Linked DNA regions of Mus musculus: region 1 is linked to region 2. Evidence: chromatin contacts called from public ChIA-PET data. All regions are on one chromosome and are shown on one strand. Each heading gives the region's core, a stretch centred on a gene start, on an enhancer-like site or on the middle of the called end of the contact. The rest is flanking DNA. Distances are from core to core; before and after follow the strand shown.

The links. ChIA-PET counts read pairs in DNA pulled down with a chosen protein or histone mark.
Region 1: an H3K27ac ChIA-PET map of liver shows a contact between it and region 2, with 2.3 times the contacts expected there. The contact joins two enhancer-like sites. A contact is called at or near these places in 1 of 15 datasets of contacts at CTCF or cohesin (the NIH/3T3 cell line), 6 of 484 Hi-C or Micro-C datasets (extraembryonic endoderm stem cells, liver, nephron progenitors and 1 more), 5 of 115 datasets of contacts at active chromatin or transcription factors (cardiomyocytes, embryonic stem cells, hepatocytes and 1 more) and 4 of 9 other capture datasets (adipose tissue, embryonic stem cells, liver and 1 more).

The regions. Positions count from the first base shown.
Region 1 is chr1:51,887,536-51,893,793 of GRCm38.p6, forward strand. The region is part of intron 1 of Myo1b (myosin IB); the gene reads right to left. Among named protein-coding and RNA genes, the nearest start is that of Myo1b, 25 kb to the right of the region's middle. Within about 2 kb of position 4,681, at least 17 of the 459 cell types and tissues checked have an H3K27ac peak or open chromatin away from gene starts, as enhancers often do. A contact at or near this core is called in hepatocytes and liver, where this site is marked.
Region 2 is chr1:51,765,544-51,771,848 of GRCm38.p6, forward strand. Myo1b (myosin IB) reads right to left here. Exons shown (of 31, transcript NM_001161817.2): 21 at 5,243-5,311; 22 at 3,461-3,547; 23 at 3,107-3,193; 24 at 1,279-1,365. Among named protein-coding and RNA genes, the nearest start is that of Gm31636, 150 kb to the left of the region's middle. Within about 2 kb of position 4,763, at least 15 of the 459 cell types and tissues checked have an H3K27ac peak or open chromatin away from gene starts, as enhancers often do. A contact at or near this core is called in hepatocytes and liver, where this site is marked.

The DNA.
Region 1 (6,258 bases), core at 3,431-5,930, 120 kb after region 2:
AACAAGTCAACCTTGAAAACAGTTCCATCTTTAAGGAATGATAGTGCAACATTCTGGCTGAGAGTGATACATGATTGCTTGACCCTTACCAACAACCAGCCCTCAAGATGTCTAGCTCACAAGAACTGCTTAAATATAGAAGCCTCACAAAGACTCCTCCCCAGTGTTTCACTCGGAGGAGGCCAGTAAGTCAAATGACAAAAGAGACTTTCTCAGAGAACAGTGGGGTCAACACATTTTTAGCCATGCAGAGAAGAGAGCCATCATTTTCTCTGGTGCATTTTTTTTTCCTACATGTAGATATGATAAGAAAGGTGTATATGAAGTCAGGCAGCTCCTGCTCTAACAACGTGAGGGCAGGACAACTTATAGACTGACTACATAGCAAGACCCTATCTCAAACAACAAACCGACCTGATCCAAAATAAATAAACTGTCTGTGTGAGGTCAAGCTGATCTCCACAGTAGATGTGGGTCTTGCAGGCACTGTTGGCCGCTCAGTCCTACTCTTACTTGTCCCTAATCTACCATGTAGTGAGTTCCCCCGATACAATGACTTTTGTAGGGAGTTAATGCCAGTTTTCTGGCAGATCTACATTCTCCCAATGCTAGAATAAGCAGGAGGTGGGAGCACAGCTTGTGCACATCCACCTAACCCTCCTGGGAGTGCGGACAACAGATGGTCAGGGCCAGGACTATAATCATCACTGCACACAGCAATGTGAAGACCACGCGGCCCCTTCAGCAGCATAGCTTCTGCTGCTCAGCTCTGGCCTGTCCTCGCTTCCTGCCCACTGCATCCTTGTTGATCTGTGACCTCTCTGCAATTCTCGATCTGTCTATTGTTCAAACCAAATCTGTAGCTAACGTAAAATTCAGTTTACCTAATGCATGGTACCCAGCCACTGATAGATTTTATTATTTTATGAAATCTAAACTTCCTCCCTAGCATGAGGCCATCTATAAAACACAATGACTGGGAGACCTTCTGAGGGGGCCACAGGAAGCAAGGCCCCTGAATCGCAGGGTAATTGAGCCAGCAAGCAGCCCACTAACTAGCCAGTGCCAGATGAGCCCATGGCTATGTGAGCTCTTTACAGCCACTTTCCATGTATATGAGACAGCTGCTCTCTCCCCTAACCGCTCTCAAGTACTTCTAAAATGACTACTGCTTATTTCAATGTTACCAGCTTGTGTACTGGAAACCTATAGAGCACAAAACACAATTAAAAATATTAAAAGCATCATTTCAATCTGTCTTCAACCCCCCCCCCCCAAAGAATGTAGGATAAAATATCCTGAAGCATCTTGGGACCACTGTAACCTACCAACAGTTCAACAAACTAGTCTATCCTATCACTCACCCTACATTAAAAGCTACCTACCATGCCTACCATGCAGCTCACCATAACTATGAATATTTTTGCATAACTATGAATATTGCATAACAACTATGAATATTGCATATACCGGGCAGTCATCCCTCTGCCTGTCAGCCACATACATAGATGAGGACCGAAGAACACATGAAGTACATGAGCACTCTACCATCCAATATCAAAACAGTAATACAGAAAGCTATTCCAAATCAATAATCAATAGTTAACAAGAAATGGAGGATATGCAGAAATAAAAGGTATCTTATTGGCCCCACCATGAATTGAAGTCCTCAGAGTACCACAGGCCAGCAACAATGAATACTTTAAGCGGAAACACTTCTGCACTTGAAAGAGCATGAACAAATTAGAGCTGACATCTCAATGAGTAACAAGAATATTAAGTCATAGTATTTTAAATCTGAAACAGCCTCTACAGCAAAGCCAAAAACAACTTACGAGTAGGAAAACACTGAAAAGTTATCTTCTGCTTGCTAACTGAAAGAGGAAATTTAAAACACCATAGAATTTTAGAATTGTATTGTAGCAACTACATTGATCCCATTGTAGCATCTTTAGTTATTGCACCAGCCGCAGTAGCTACAGGAGTACTTTCTAACAGCACCAATGTCTTTAACTGACTCTGGTTCTATTCATTAACCTCCAGGTACAGTGGCCCTGTTTGCTGGCCATTTCAGCTCTTCAGTGTAAGAATCATGTCTTATTCCTTGGTATTTCCCCAAAGTCTATGGCACTTCCCCATGTACACGGCAGGCATCCAATAAAATACAAACAACAGACACAGATGCAAACAACTATTAACGTCTGATTCATACAACAATCGGCAGGCATTCTCACAGCTGCCACTGTACAAATTTGGTCACAATTAGGAGGCAGAAGAATGATAAGAGCTTCGAGCCACTTGAGGATTTCTCCAAAAATCGTAATACCAACAATAGGACAGGAAATAAAATCAAGCACGTAGCTCCAAATGAAGTCATTAATGCTTTTGAGAATGGCATGGGAAACACATTTAAGATAGAAAACTGGGCCAATAGGACGAAATGCCATGAACAAAGTAACTCTCATCAAATCAAAGGCAAGAGAGAGACCAAAAGAGAGAGACCTCGAGGTTCAGAGCCTAACAGGAGCAAGCACTGAGAACTGGAATTTCCTTCTTCAACCTTTTAAAATAGCACCAAAAATCATCTGGGGGTGGGGGTAGGGGTGGGGTGGAAGTGAGGGTGGATTAAATGTCCATTTTATTCAGTTAGAGCAACACGAACAGAGCTTATCCTGATAAGAGACTGGCACTGTATGAACAGTTAGGGACACAGGAGCAATCACAGAACCTCTCTCCCCTCCCCCCACACCACTCCCAGAAGCCAGAGTTTAGCAGGACCAGCAACAGATGTTAACGTTTTAACAGCACCCCATGTTAAAGTTTTTGGGTGACATTTATTTCGTGTGCACATGAACGTGCCAGGGCACACATGTAGAGCTCAGAGGACAACGGTGGGAGTCTGCTCTCTCGTTTGACCACGTGGGCCAGGAATGGAACTCGAATAAATCATCAGAATTAGTGGCAAATGCTTCTACTACTCACTGAGCAACCTTCCAACCCAAACTGTCCACTTTTGACATTTCAAATGACCTCTCTAATGACTAAGAGAAGTATGTGCCCACTATCGAAAAGAAAAGAAAAGAAAAGAAAAGAAAAGAAGAGGAAAGTAAAGAAGAAAAAGAAAAGAAAATGTAGATGACCAAGAAATTAAAAAAAAACTCAAATCAAGATGCTTACATTGGCCTAAATCCTTAATTTACTAGAATTCTTATGAAAAGCTAAACTCATAAATTTCATTTATGTATATTTTACTTCAAAAAAAGAAACAGATTTCTTGGCAGAGAACCCATGCCCTCACAACTCTTTTGCCTTCCTCATTAATCTCCTCTCTTGAAGTCCCTCCACTCTAAGACAAACCCCACACAATACACAGCATGCCAACACTTCCAATGGTCTCCAACAGCAGCATCTTCATCCAGGCCACAGCTAACTGGGCAATGCACTCTGGTCGGAACAGTGCCGGCTTCCATGGGCCTGGGACCAGGCCACACAAACCACAGTCAAGGGGCTGCAAGCACTGACGTAGAAATTGGTGGAGATGCTGAGAACAAGTCATTTAGGGGAGCCTTGCAGAGGCCACCCTTCTGCAGGAAAGACTGACTCCTGAAGACAGAACACGTGGGGCAGACAGAAAAGCTTCAGATGCCGGGGTAGTTCCAGTTCTGAGCCTCAGGAGGTTCAGCTGAGCTTCTTGCCTTAAACATGGCCTGGCCTGATTTAACCCAGTGTGAGGAGTCATCGATCCTAGGTAGCACACTCCAAGCAAGCCAGCTGTTAGGGACTGAATGCTTGTGTTCTCCCACCTAAAGCTCTATTTCCCGGTTCTGAGGTACTAGAGGACACCAGGAAGGACATAGGGAGATTTTGTCTTTATAAAAGACATAAATGTGAGGGGATACCAATGTTTCTGTAAGCCATCAAGAGGAGACGCAGCAGAAACCAAATTTTGAACTTCCCAGCTTCCAGAGCTGTAAGAAACAAATGTCCATTGCTTAAGCCAACTCTGTCTACAGTGGACATCACAGCATCTCAGGCACTGTGACACACCAATCAATAATACCGAGTGAGTGTGTGTCCCTGCTCCTCCCCTGAGAAAGACAGGCTGGCACTCTGGATGCAAGACAGGTCCTGGCACATGTAGTTCTTTAAAGAGCTGGGTTTAGTGAACCACACAACCATAGGGGTGATTTCTGTTGTTCAATGTATGTGAGAAAGAGGGCTGACATCATTTGTGACAAGGTTCAGACTATGTTAATTTTCACTCCTACCAACATGCTTGCTAAGAGACATTTATATGTGTAGTGTCTATCTCCTGTGTTTATGTCACAAATTATAGTTAGCTGAATTTCCAGTCTTTTATTTCACTGGTAAAGCCAATACATGGGAGGGAGGCCCACTGTCAGCCTTTCTCCAAGGTCTTCTACTAAGACTACTGAATTGCTGCTCAGAGGGCTTTCATTAGAGTTCTAGGGAACAGGCAGTGAAGATCAAATAGCTTTGAACAAGGCCTGAGAGTAAAGAGACAGCTACAAATGTAAGTCCATCAGCCAACAGCCCTGTGTAAGGGTACGACTGTGACATTACGGTTATCTCAGGGTTAACACCCCAGAGGGTGTCTCTGCAAAACCAGAAGTGGACAGAATCACCACTGATCAAGGTCAAGGTTGGTCTCCACCCAAGCACGCAAACCAGCTTGATCAACAAGAGCTGCCTAGGAGCCAATGTCCACTCGCTCACTCCCAGGCAGGCTGTGGGGACTGGAAAGCAGCATCTAGACTTTGCAGTTCATAAAGAGATGGGGGCTTGGGAGGCAGGGAGGCTGTTTCCAGCTGTGGAAAGCAAATCTGACTAACATATCATCTAGACTAATTAGAAGGATTCTTGAGGTGCCGGGATAGTGAAGGTTTTAGATTACTAACCAGCGTATCTCCACCATTATCTCCTGATGGACGAGAATGACTCGGTGGAGAGTCAGGCATCACATCCCAGGCAAAACCTCCCTCCCGACAGAAAAAGCACTGGCTCCAAGAGGGTTGCTCCTCTGCGAGAGTCAGGAAAGATGGGCCACGCTAAGGGGCTTAGAGCCTCCCTGCACTTGCAGTAGTTATGTGCACACCCTTTGAGCTGAGTCCTAAATTGCCAAGCTCTTCAGAGCAACCCAGAGGTAAGATGTCGTCTGTCTCACTGTACATTATCCAAGTCATGCAGAAATAGTTTACCTGGCACATGACCTATAGATAACGCAATGCAAGGCCCTCTACAAAGGTCATGCTCGGAAACAGTAGAATGATGTTACTGAAAAGAGACTGTGAAAAAAATTAATACTTCAGTGAGTTTACAGTTTTGTGTTGGGCCATACTCACAGCTCTCCTGGGCCACAGCTGGCCCACAGGCTGAGGGTGAGACATACCAGGTACAAGGAAGGACCCCAGATGCATACTGGTACAGTCTGTATATCCATCTGAAACTTGGCAATAGTAAAATCAGACTGTAATCCAATGGAATTCACGTCTGGAATTCCAACTTCTGGTCTCCAAACTCAGGACGAGAGCAAGGTGTACACAGACTGGCAGAGAAGAAATGCAGCAGAAACGGCTTTCTTCTTTTGACCTTAAGAGCACACATGCTCTTCCACCGGTCTTTCCCCAAGGATGTCCAGGTACCTAATTTAATCACCTCATTTGCTAAAGACCTCCTCCATTCTCCTGGACTCCTACCTTTAATCTCCGTTCTTCTCTCTGCCAACAAACAGGATCTAGAATCCTCTGGAGATGAACTTCTGGAAGTGTCAGAGTGGGAGTTTCTGGCTTTGGTTTTATCAGACACACCCTACCTGTGTGGCACCATTCGAGAGTTGGGGGTTCAAGACTTAGCTGGGTGCCAGCATCCCTCTCTCTTTGCTTCCTGACTGTGCGTACAGTGTGTCCACCTCCCCCACCATGCCATGACTTCTCTGTGACAGTCTGCACACTTGAATGGTGAGCCAACATAAATGCTCCCCTTTTTTTAAGCAGCCCTTGCAACTTACTTTGTGACAGCAGCAAAGTAACTAGCACACATTCCCTAGGAGAACGCACAGCCAACACCAGGTCCCTACTGTCACTTCCCAGAGTTAGGTCCACTAAGTCATGTCAGGAACTTCAGGAAGGAACATCTCATCAAGGCTCACCAAACAGCCACATCCTGTCCTTCCCCCCTTTGTTTCCTCACACCCCACCGAAGCGTCCCTCGCCTTCCACAAGCCCGGGAGATGCAGAA
Region 2 (6,305 bases), core at 3,513-6,012:
AAAAAACAATCTTTTTCATAATAATAATAATGGAAACATAATGAGATGCTTCTGCTCGTTTCTAACCGAAGGGGGGTGAGTGACAGTTAGAGCAAGCCCGGTTAATTCTGTAGAAATAACATTCACCTTGTCCCCATTTCCACTACCACTACTGCACACTTCCAGTGCAAAGATAGTTTGAAAGCACACCCACAGAAAGTACCCAGAGATCAGGATGGGGAGTGAGAATCTGGATTCGATACTGCCTGCCTCCTGCCACTCATGAAAACTATGACACAAATAAAACGGGAAATGTTTCCCTTTGCTTGGCTTCCAAAAAAAAAAACATGTAAAGAACGTATTCAGAACTTGTCAAATAAAAACATCTGTTAAATGCATATTGACGTTACATCTGAATTATCTCATGAATACTCAGAATAGTCAAAGGATAAGCAACTAAACGTTTTTAGGAGGAACTTTCGGGGGAAAAATAGAGATTATTGAGAGCAATATTCAGGGAGATTTCTGAAGGCTGCTAAGATGCAGAATCAATGACTTCTTAGCTCATCCTCAAATATGTAGAGTAAGAGTTAATGTTACTGGACTAGATTCGAATACTGAAGAGGAATGGTATGGAAAGGACCTTGATCGCCTCCAAGGGTGATTAGGTGCCTCACTGTGTTGGTTAATTATGGAGCAGGAAGACCAGATCCATCCATTTCCTGAAGGTTTTCAGTGCTTGCGGCCAAATTTCCTTATTTACCTGTGTGTGCTTTTTCTTCCCAAATCTATCACCTGCCTTCATCACACAGTCTCAAAACCTTGTAGTTCTCTCAACTTCATGATCTCTGTCATCTCATTCACTCTGCTCTGTGCTGAGCCATGATCCCTTGGACGAAAGCTCCACTCTGGCCCTTAGTGGGACAGCACAGGCAGATAGATGGGAACAATGCCTGCCGCCCTGACGCAGGCCACGGAGGTTGGAAGATCAGCTTCCAACTCAAGGACTGCATTCTGCCTCATGATTTAAAAGCCCATAAATAGATGAAATAAAACTCAGGAAACATGTCTAAGATAAAATATACTGCATTATACTCATTATTTAAAGAGATTAAAATCACATTAAAATGAGAAAATTAGTGTGTAGTTGTTTCTTGGCTTTTTTTTTTCTTAACATGAAACAAAATTAGTCAAGATGACATGTCCTAAGACTGCAGACAGCAGGAAGCGCCGCCAGTTTTCTCGGGTTAGTAGGTGCGCGAGGCTTTACCAGGGCAGGAGAAGTCATGGAGAAAGTACCTTCAGTCCAAGCCAGTAAGCCCAAATGACAGCAACTGCATGCTTACGCCTAGCCTCCTCCTTCAAGCGTTTCAACTCCCTCCGTGCCTAGAACGTTTTAGATAGTAAATAAGAGACAGCCCAATGCAGACCGCACAAATGACCAGAAAAAAGATCCCCCCACCAAACAGGAGAGCCATTATTTGAGAAGAACTGCAGCATAGCAGAGGAACACTCAATTTCAACCCAAGGATCCGATGTGGAGGGGGGTACAGCGGCCTGGATTTCAGTGCATGGAGAGGCACTTCCAGGCAAGGACGACTATGTGGCACCCAAAAGCATTGCATCCTCATTTCCTTTCCTCTTCATTCTCCCTTGTCCCAACTCCCTCTGCGGGTCTGTCACATTTCCTCAGAGCCCGAAAGGCATGGTCTCTCTAGACTTGACTTTACTATGATGCTCTCTGATATTTTTATTTGGATGAATTGAAAAAAAAAGGAACTGTGTGAACAGCAATTTGGAAAACCACAAAAAGTAAAGGTTGTGCATGTGAAGTGCAAGCGAAAGAGTAAGGCTAACAAAAAACACCGACGTCCTTTCCGGTTTGAGCTAGCAGCAGGATGGAAAACTGAATTACACTAGGGGCAAACACAGCTCAGCGGCAGACCGCTTACCTAACATTCAGAAGGCCCTGGGATCAAGCCCTCACACTGCCCAAAACAAATACATTTTGACCAGGATCCCAAATAGTATAACACACTAAAAACTGAAATCAGGCAAAAAATGATAGAACTGTCAGGTTAAAAAGATGACTGGGAAACCAATCTCAGGCACGCTGTTGCCTAAGACAGAGCAGGCCGGGCACTGCCTTTTGAGACATTTCATTCCTGAGACTGGAGAAGGAACAACAGGACCAGCATTTCTGCTGGTTCACTTCCCTAAACTGGCTAAGGAACTAGGCTGGGTTTTACAGACTTTGGAAAAAGCACAAAGGAACAATGTTGGTCAGACTCTGGGAACCTTTTCGTGGAGCCTCCAAGGCTGACTTCTTCTCAAGAGATGGGCTTACAATGCTGACAGGGTAGGCATTAGTAAAAACCCACACGACTCGGTAGAGTTCTGTGTTTCTAACACATTTTAAGCAAAGATGACTTGATTTTCTAGGTTAGAAAATCTCTTGTTCCTTGGGGTGTGTGAATGCTCACAGAGCCCAGAGTCGGCCTGGGCCAGTGAGTTGCAGGGGGGCCTTTGCTTCTGAAAACAAACAGCAATGCTGGCATTCCTGGGACTCTTCCCTGGCAAGTATGGCTAGCCTCACGTGAACACAGATTTCTGTGAAATTTTGGGTGATCCTTCCCTGTACCCATGACACCATTGGCTTACAGTCACCAAAAGATGCCACATTCAGCCTGAAATGCAATTTCATTCAAGGATTAATTCTGGTAAAGCATGCGTTACTGGCATTATTCTGTCAACACACTATACAAACTGATTCAAACCCCAATTCAACGACCATTCTCCACATGCGCCCCTGCATACAAGTATCCCTAAGATCTGGCCAGCATTCAATGGTGAGAGACAGTGGGCACTAACCATGCAAGTTAATTTAGAGAATTAAAAAAAAAATCTATGCTAGAGCCTTATTAGTGATGTTAGGTTTTTGCTCTGTGCATGCCAAAACTTCCACGGCATACTACTGTCTAGCACCCCCGTTTTTTTTATTAATTTGGCTGCTAGATCATGCACTGAGGTACTACTAACTGCAGTCATTCCTCCCTGCTATGCTAGAGATCAGGGTTGGTTCCTGCAGCATTCCCGGGCTCAGTGATGGGAAGTGTGCATCCAGTACCTTCGATCCAAGCCAGTAAGCCCAAATAACTGCAATAGCGTGCTTATTCCTAGCCTCGTCCTTCAGCCGTCTCAGCTCCCTTCGCGCCTGTGGTGCGTTTGAAAAGGAGTTACAGAAAGAGTTAAGGCAGGGAAGATTGCTGCTGCTTCCCAATGGAGATAGAAAAGGAGACAGACACCAGTCACCACAGATGCTGAACGCGAAAGCAGGTGCCGCCACCCACACCGAAACGCTGCAAAGAGCAAGAGGCAAACGTGCTCAAGCCAGTGAATCATTTTCTGCCTGAATCTGAGGGTCTTCGGCTCTGCAGTTACCCCCAACTCAACCGCACCCTCCTCAGGGCCTCTGGTCTACCTGGGTGCCATGCCAGTACGCCGCGATGGTGGTGGCTGCCTCCTTACAGCGCTTCTGATGCTTCAGCTCCCGCAGGATTTTTCGAGCCTATGGTAGAGAAATCATGCCCATGTACCCGTTTATATGTGTGTGTGTGAGTGTGTGTGTATACTTACACACACACACTCACACACACTCATACACTCTCACACAAACACACACACACACACACACACACACACACACACACACACACACACACACACATAATTAAATTAACTTAACAGTGAGTAGAAAATAGTTTCCAAAAAGGTAACAGTGCAAACGCACATGGCCCAGTGAGAAGCTGCTGTGAAAAGCAGTGCATGCCTGGAGACACTGGCACATCAGGGTGGACTCCCACCATGGGTGGGACACGACAGGGACAATATGGCCACACCGAGGCAGACTGCCATTCATAGAAGGTAGACAGTCATTCTCCGTTCTATATGGTTCTCCAAAAGTCCTCTACGCCTCTTTGCTCTTTCTGTCGAAAGTCACTGTGGCTATCCTTTCAAATGAAAAGATTTTTGTTTCTTGTCCACACCAGTGATGACTTTTTAGTAGTTGCCCAAGCTAGGAAGGCACCTACCTGGCTTGGGAATAAGCTTTGGGTCCTGCCCTGGGGGCCTCTATCCTATAAACTGACCAGTCCCAGAGCCTACAGCCTACAGGTCACAGGCCACATTGACTTGGATAAGCCCTTAATCTGGGCAAGGCCTACACCAAGGCCAATCTATGCAACTAGATTTGTAGCCCAGCCTGTACCATTTCAAGAAGCTGTAGACTGACCACAACCTCAAAGTATCCCTTCTGCATCTAAAACATTCTAGGTAGGAAAGCAGTCGGAAGAATCCTGGAGTAGGACTGGAGGGTTCCGGGGTCAATAAACTTTTTCTGTAAAAAGTAAGATAGTGAGGCTTTGAAACGGCAATAAAAGGAGAAGAGTGTGTGTGTGTGTGTGTGTGTGTGCGCGCGTATGCGTGCGTATCAGTGAAAGAGGAGGTCAGGAGAGGATGAGTAAATATCACAGCTACCAGACTCTGCTATTATGGACCATGGACCAAGAGTCTACAATAAATCAACATGGTCATGTCTTTATGTATGGATATTAAAATACATAGTTCATATACTTTTCACATGCTCTGAACTCTTTTCTGCTTTTTGTTTACAATGGTTCATAACATAAAAACCGTTCTTGGCTTGCAGGTTGTATGAACCAGAACACAGGCTGAAGTTTGCCTGTGGCCCAAAGTTCACTGACCCGTGAACCAAGCCTTAGCTGGAAGGATCTGGAACCAGTGTAGCAACTGTGCCCGTGACCCTCTTTCCTCTTATGAGAGCCCTGGCTACAGCCACGAGCCTTCAGACAATATGAGGCAGCTGCAGGGGGTCATCACTGGAAAGATGTGTGGCTAAGACCCACAGGACTCAGGTAGTGGCTGTGAGACAGCTTTCTAGACAATGTGCTTCTCTCAAAACCACTGGGCATGAGGATATTGAGATTATATACAGTGTTATTTCAGGGACTTCCTGCTTAGAGAACAAAGTCTTGAAAAAAAAATAAAGCGGATTAGAAGGAAGCAGCCAAGACATGGTCACCAGGGTTCCCTGCACAGCCCCATAATATTTACTCTTTCCATGAGGCTGTTTACAGAACAGGTGGAGATGAGAAAGCTTCCCCTGCAGAGTGAGCCTGAAGACGTCACCCTTTATGAAGAACCCCAGCTCCCACATACAGAAAGCACACTTACTGAAACTCACCTTCCAGCCCCGGATGTACGACTGAATCACCAGGGCTGAACTCTTTATCTGCTGGTACCGCTTTTGTTGCTGCAGAATAAAGGGGAGCTGTGAATAGTCATATCTGCATAGCTAAAAGGTAGACCTTGCAAGGCCAAAGAAGGGGATCTGTTCACTCTGAGCGGTGGATGCCTGATCATCTACAACCCTAGAAACTGAAAGGTTAGATAGTCCAACACTATTACAGTAAGTCTGCAGTCCACATGAAGGATGCCGATCTTCCACTCTTACCAATGACTGTTCCCTGCTTGATGCTGGGAGGCAGCATTCCCCACACTGCCCACCATCAACAGAGCATTCTGAGTTGACCTATATGCTTTCTTTGCACCTACTTTTTGAGAGTAGTCTCTTCTTGGCATCATTTTCACCAAGCACCATACTGGGTCAGCCTACCTCTAACCATCAGGTTACTTTTAGATTTCCTATTCCTACTCTACTTCAAGTTGGGAAATCAGGGTATCAGTTAAAGTGTAGACAGAACTCCGAGAATGTGTGAGTCTAACTCCATCCTCACCCATGAGGACAGGCTGTGTCAAAAGTCAACAGTGTGAAAGGCACTCAACTACACTTTGGCTCAACAAGCTCCATGCCCACTGACCTTGCTATAGAGTTGATGGCTTAACACAGTGAAGCTGCTAGAGCTCTCCCAAGAAAAGTATACCCTTCCTGTTTTTATTGGTTTGGAATGGATGTTGGGGGGATTGGCAACTCTGAGGAAAATGCAAAGAATTTAAAAAACACTAAAGTCAGGTTGTTAACCTTTCACTGTGGCGCATGATAGTTGATTGCTATTCTCATGACATCTGAGAGCCTAGGCTTCATCCAGATCTTCAGAAGTATTGGAGAGAGGTCGGGAGTATAGATTTTGGCTTGAAATATCCCTCCAAAAAAGCTGAGCAAATCAAGGAGAGCAAAGCAGTAAGCCGTACTCTTCCATGGCCTCTGCATAGTCTCCTGCTTCCGAGTTCCTGCCCTGTGCGAGTTCCTGTCCTGATTCCCTTTAATGATGAACTTGGAATGTGGG